Regions from separate parts of the Oryzias latipes genome. Here region 1 is linked to region 2. A link is a contact called in public Hi-C data. All regions are on one chromosome and are shown on one strand. Each heading gives the region's core, a stretch centred on a gene start, on an enhancer-like site or on the middle of the called end of the contact. The rest is flanking DNA. Distances are from core to core; before and after follow the strand shown. Region 1 overlaps agrn (agrin). Region 2 holds the start of mtor (serine/threonine-protein kinase mTOR).

Region 1 (2,890 bases), core at 140-2,639, 65 kb after region 2:
AGCTCAGTTCAAATCTGCTGAGGTCAGCAGTGATTTATGGGGTTTCATCTGGAACAATCTCAGAAATATTTCCTACTGAAAGCTGAGCTCCTTCCCTCCCTGTTGATCTGCTCTGTTTGCCATGGAAGCTAAGAAAAGGGCTGAGGGGAGGGGCTTAACCTACGACCTTCTTGGTTTCAAACGCTAACAACTTTTAGATTATTTTTGTTGCAAAAGTCAAAACTCCATCTTTGTACTGACCGGTGCCATAATCTAAACTAGAGATGTTCGTATTAATGTGACTGAAATGAAGCAAAGACGTTTCCAGAAGATTTTCTCCTTTTCTTGCTGCTGAAGACAAAGACTTCCATTTGAAGGAAAAAATCTTTCTCGTTCATCGTTTGAGCCAAGGTATATGCGGTTCATAAAACGGGTCCACAGGACGTGATGTCACAGATGGATCAATGAAACTCCTCCCACCAGGGCACGGCTGCTTTTATAAAGGTTACATTTGTGTCTCTGAAAACGATGTTTCTTTGGGACAAAGGTTATCCTAAAACATTGTGAGGAAGAGGAAGGACTGCTCTTCTGAGCTTCTGTGATTGGACAGTGAATCAGCTCCTTGTCTGATTGTCGTTCATTAGTCTCGCCTGCAGCTTCCAGAAGTGTCAGGCGGCGGCGGCGTGCACAGACTCGTCTGTTATCGTAGTCATGCTCAGTCATGGCTGCAGTGAAGACAGCTCCTTAGGATGGATGACTGAAGGCCGAGGTGAAATCAAACCGATGAATCATTGGAAGGCCGCGCTGCGTGGTCGTTTGGTTGATTCGCCGTTCTTTGCTTTTTTTGAACCACATGAAGAATCAGAATCAGAGCTGAATGAGGAAGATTTCCCCTTTTGGTTCAGAAAAAGCAAACTCGGCACGTTTTAGGGAGAAGAACTGCAGCCATCAGTGAAATGCTTGTCATGTTTAGCTGCAGGTGTAACAGCTGGAAGAGTGGTAGAAACCTGAAGATCACCCAGCCGTCCTGCAGTCGTCAGCTTCAACTGTTTCATGAAGTCATCCCCTCCCCAACAGCAAAATGGGGCATTCCAGAATACTTGTGATGATTTTGATTGAAGGTTTCCAGAAGTTAGCGACATCATCACAAACATCAGGAATCTATAATCTGTCGTTTTTCTGATTAGTTTAATTTCAAATTTTGACACAAATCCGTCCAAGTTCACCTTTACGAAAACCTCTGGAGACGGAAAGAGGAGGATCAGCAGGAATCAGCATGAGGATCAGCAGGAGTCCACATGAGGATCAGCAGGAGTCCACATGAGGATCAGCAGGAGTCCACATGAGGATCAGCAGGAGTCCACATGAGCTCCTGCATTTGCATTCAGTCACTCAGTTCAGCGACCGACGCTGACAGGAAGGTTTCCCATCAGCCCCCATCGTCAGCCAAAGCACTTAAGACGATTGTTTCCCTGGTGACCTGAAAGCCTGGGAGGTTGAGATGAAAGGACAGAGGAAAAGAGGCCGAGGATGGGGGGATCATAAAGGACAGGATGATGATGATGATGAAGAGGAAGAGATGCTGACAACAACGATTTTTCATGTTAGACATCAGCTGCTGCCTGAAAACATGATTAGAGACGCCAAGAGCCGAAGCAGAACCTTCATCTGCAGAATTTGATCTAAACCTGAATAAATGAAAAGCCAGAAGAAGAGAGATTGCGGGGAACGACAGGTGTGTTTGCTTAGCGTGTCGTGCACACATGAGACAGGTAGGGTGGGAAGCTGCAGGTGATGCAGTCTAAATCAGACAACTCTGAACTGAAATGTTTTACCTGGAAAGGCGTTTTCCACCGTCTTTGGAAATGGAGCCACTCATTCGATTTCAGGACGTCAACATTTGTTTAGAGGATTTAGAAGAAATCAAAATGTTTACTGAAAGTTTTTCATGCACGTGTGTGAGCGCGTGCACGTTTCCCCGAAACATTACCAGCATAGAATTACGGTGAATCGCTTAATGAAGTCGTTTTGTGGAGGAGGAAAGGTGGATGCACCTTATTAACCGCTGCCACCACCGTGCACACCCGGGCCTCACTGAGGCTGGGAGGAGCTTCATCTTGAGGATGAAGATGGACGGCAGCCTTTTGTCGCCGCCCACGCTGGGTAGAAGCGGCAGCTCCGTCTGTCTGCACCCTCTTCTGCTTCTGCAGAGAAGCGAGGCAGACTCTGACGTTTATGGATATTGATGATGTTGGCTGTGCTTCATATGGGGGCGGGGCTTATTTATTCAAAACTCAGAAAATGTCCTGTTCACCAAATTCTTTAGAAATGTCAAACATATTGATTTAAAAAAAAAAGAAAGTTTCAGTTTTTAAGAGGCAGAAATGAAAGAATTTGTTCAGTGAAGGCAAAAAAGTCTTTTTTTCTGAGTTCAAATGTTACTCTTTGAATCTAGAAACTATTGTTACATTATGAACATTTATTAAGTAAAAAAAAAGTCAATTATGAATAAAGTGAAAAAAGCTGCTGTTTTCCATGTAAATTCACATAACGTCGGCCCGTTTTACAGCATAATCTTTTTAAATACAAAGGTCCATTTTTGTGTGTAAACAAAAATGACAAACTGTAGTTTTTCATAATTGATCAGCTCATTAAGGAAAACAAAAGTTGCTCTAAACTTTAATATTACAGGATTCATCTAGATAACTGAAGAGGCCGGTCCTCATTACCCAGAGCTCTAATCCTGCACTCTTTCCCTGTGGTGGACATGATATTCATCTGTGGAGCGTCTGCACGCCGCAGTCATCAAAGACGTGCTCACCGTCCTCTGCCTGTGGTCTGCCGCCGCCGCCGGACCATTTCCTCCGCCATCGATCTGCTCTCAGGATCAGAAATAACCAGATTAGATCTC
Region 2 (2,743 bases), core at 84-2,583:
TCAGGATGGCGAGCATTCTGTTTACACAACAAACAGTCCGTGTGGTCGGCCCGGGACTCACAGCTGCATGGCGCCTGCCTTCGTTTCGGTCGGCCCCCAGCCACTCCAGAGCTCTCTTCACTTCAAACTCCACATATTCAGCGGTGAAGGTGTCTCCCGCCATAGACAGGTGGCCCATTGCTTTGGAGGCCATCTCCATGACCACAGGATCGCTGGAAGGCAGGAGGTTGCGGAGGTAGTTGGCAAAGCGACTGATCCTGGTGGCATTTCCTCCCTCAACGCCAATGAGACTCACTGGAACATAGGTGCAGCACCAACAACATAAAGCAACTGGACACACAGCAGGCATGTGGGGTTGGAGGTCGTGACTGAGCGTACCGATAGCGAGTATGCCTCCTTTCTTCTCATTCACGTCAGAGCTGGACACCAGCTCAAATATGTGGTGGTTTAACTCGTCGTAGAACGTCGTGGCTTCATCTTGGCTGAGCTGAAGCAGAAGATCAGAAAATGAAGAACAAAGTGTGAGGCAGTCGAAGCATCCCGGTTTTCCGTGCAGGTACCTCTCTCAGCTCTGTGGTCACATAATGCTGCAGATCTTTGGCAGACTTTGCTCGGGTGTCTTCGTTTCGACTCTTTAAGCCGCTGACAAACTGCTGCAGCACTGTGGCTGTGCCTGACAGGATCACCATGGCGACAGCTGGAAAGACAACCACGGGCATCACAGTGTTACACCAGGAAAAACATAAATAACTAAAAGACAAGAGTCAGACAATCGGAGAATGACAACACGCTTTAAGGACAAACACAACCCGACTGACATCTGGAATATAAACTCTGGAAGAAGAATTATTATAAACGACACAAAGGCAGAATCAGAGTTCGTCCAAACGTCGAGTTATGGAAAAATAGTGTCAAGTTCAGACCTTACTCGACCTCGATGACGTCATCATTAGTTGCGGGCTAGCTACGTTAGCACGTAACAACATCGGTTTTAGTACTCTAAAACTTCAACTTCGAATCCTCCTTTTACAAATTCAAACCGGGCACATCCAGGTTCTGGTCATTGCATTTACGCGATATGATAAGCTGGGACTCCCTCGTTAAGTCGTTTCTGTGTTCAACAACTGTTAGCGGGTGCAAGGATTTAGCTAGCTCGTGCATCGAACAGGCGGTCACTTACTTGTTTGTGTTGGTATGATGCAAACGTTTCTGTTGTGTCGTTAATGCGGAATGTTTGTCATAGTGCGAACACTAGAATGCCAGCACTCGGACGGCTAGCCAGGATAAGCAGGAAGGACGCTGGTAGCTCCGCAGGCACTGTGCTGCGCAGTACGCTCACTGCGCAGGTTTTCTCTGAGCTCAGCTGGGCGGTTCTTAAACCACGTGTGATGTTGAAGCTGCTATGCAGTACCTACGTTCACCGAATGAGGGCGCAAACAGTAACATGCAAATGGGAAATGGATACATCATTTACAATAAAAAATAAAAAATGAAAATAAATTACAACTTAATAGCTTAAATGTTATCCATGCAGTGATGTAATGAAAAAAGGTTCTCAATAAACCGAAAAAAACTAAAAGTAAAAAATAAAATCAAAGCAAATCTCTGCTAAGGTCAGTGTTTTTCTGTTGCATGATTGCAGCTTTTAAAAAAGTACGTTTTTGTCATATTTTAGTGAGTCTGGGGTCAGGCCTTACCCTTTTAGACTAACTATACCAAACTGTAGTGATGGACCTCCAGTAACTTGTTGCTTTGTGTTGTTTGTGTTTCTTTAATCATCCTCCAATTTCCTTAACCTCCCAGCCCCCCCCCGTCCAGTCCAAGAAAAAATGCATTCATACACAATAAATGTGAATAAAGTTTTGCCTCAAATCCCAAAGGGGTTTATACAAATAGACACCTCGCGTGTCAGAAGATTCATGACCCCTAGTGTAACAGTAAAATCTGTCTAACACAAGAAGCCCTCAGCCCTGATGTGTTTGCCCAGCTGTTGGACAGGACAAGTAAGTAAAAAATAATAACACACATGCAAATAAATAAAATACAATAAAAATATAAAAAGTGCATTTGGGAATTTATGTATTTTAGAGTTGTACACAATTATTTAATAATATACATTACAACTAATATTTTTTGTCTTTTAGGTTTTTTACATAAATCTTATTTGACCTCAGGAATCAATTGAAAGTTGTTGTTGCTGTACCTGTCTTCAGGTGTGTCCCAGTAACACACTTGATCCCATGCCTTCCTCAGGGGGGAGACATTGTCCAGGTGTAAAGTCAGGTCTGAGATCTTCCACCTCTCCATCTGTGCTGTGTTGTTACAGAACACTTGAACCAGACCTTCACAGTCCTAAATCCATCAGTCCAATGGAAATGGGATACTTCTGTACTGTTTCAAATAAATCTGGACCAACATTTGTCTATTATGCATTTCAGTGTAGGTGTTACATGTTAGAAGTTTGTTAAGGCAAACAGGTCAACAGGTCATCAACTGGCACTCATACCCTACTCTTCAGTTTCGACAGACCTTTCAATCTTTTATTTGTCTGATGCTACAGTTTCTCTTCTTCAACCCTCCTGTATTTTCCACTTTTGAGGCTAAAACTGATTTAGCGTCATTCTTCTACATTAAATTTAGAGAACAGATCAGTGCACACATTTTTTCCTTATTTTACTTCCTCACAATGGAGAGGATAGTTCTGTCAATCAGCTTTTTTCTACAGAGTAGGAGAGAAAACTGA

Evidence for each region. A called contact is a pair of places that touch in the nucleus more often than the background predicts.
Region 1: a contact with region 2 is called in a Hi-C map of gastrula embryo, with 1.8 times the contacts expected there. The contact joins the enhancer-like site here to the promoter of mtor in region 2. A contact is called at or near these places in 4 of 5 Hi-C or Micro-C datasets (embryo and gastrula embryo).

The regions. Positions count from the first base shown.
Region 1 is chr7:1,280,207-1,283,096 of ASM223467v1, forward strand. The region is part of intron 2 of agrn (agrin); the gene reads left to right. Among protein-coding and RNA genes, the nearest start is that of agrn, 52 kb to the left of the region's middle. Within about 2 kb of position 1,390, at least 1 of the 8 cell types and tissues checked has an H3K27ac peak or open chromatin away from gene starts, as enhancers often do. A contact at or near this core is called in gastrula embryo, where this site is marked.
Region 2 is chr7:1,215,560-1,218,302 of ASM223467v1, forward strand. It overlaps mtor (serine/threonine-protein kinase mTOR), which reads right to left and starts at 1,334. Exons shown (of 58, transcript XM_023956308.1): 1 at 1,181-1,334; 2 at 561-697; 3 at 379-487; 4 at 62-294. The coding sequence starts at 689.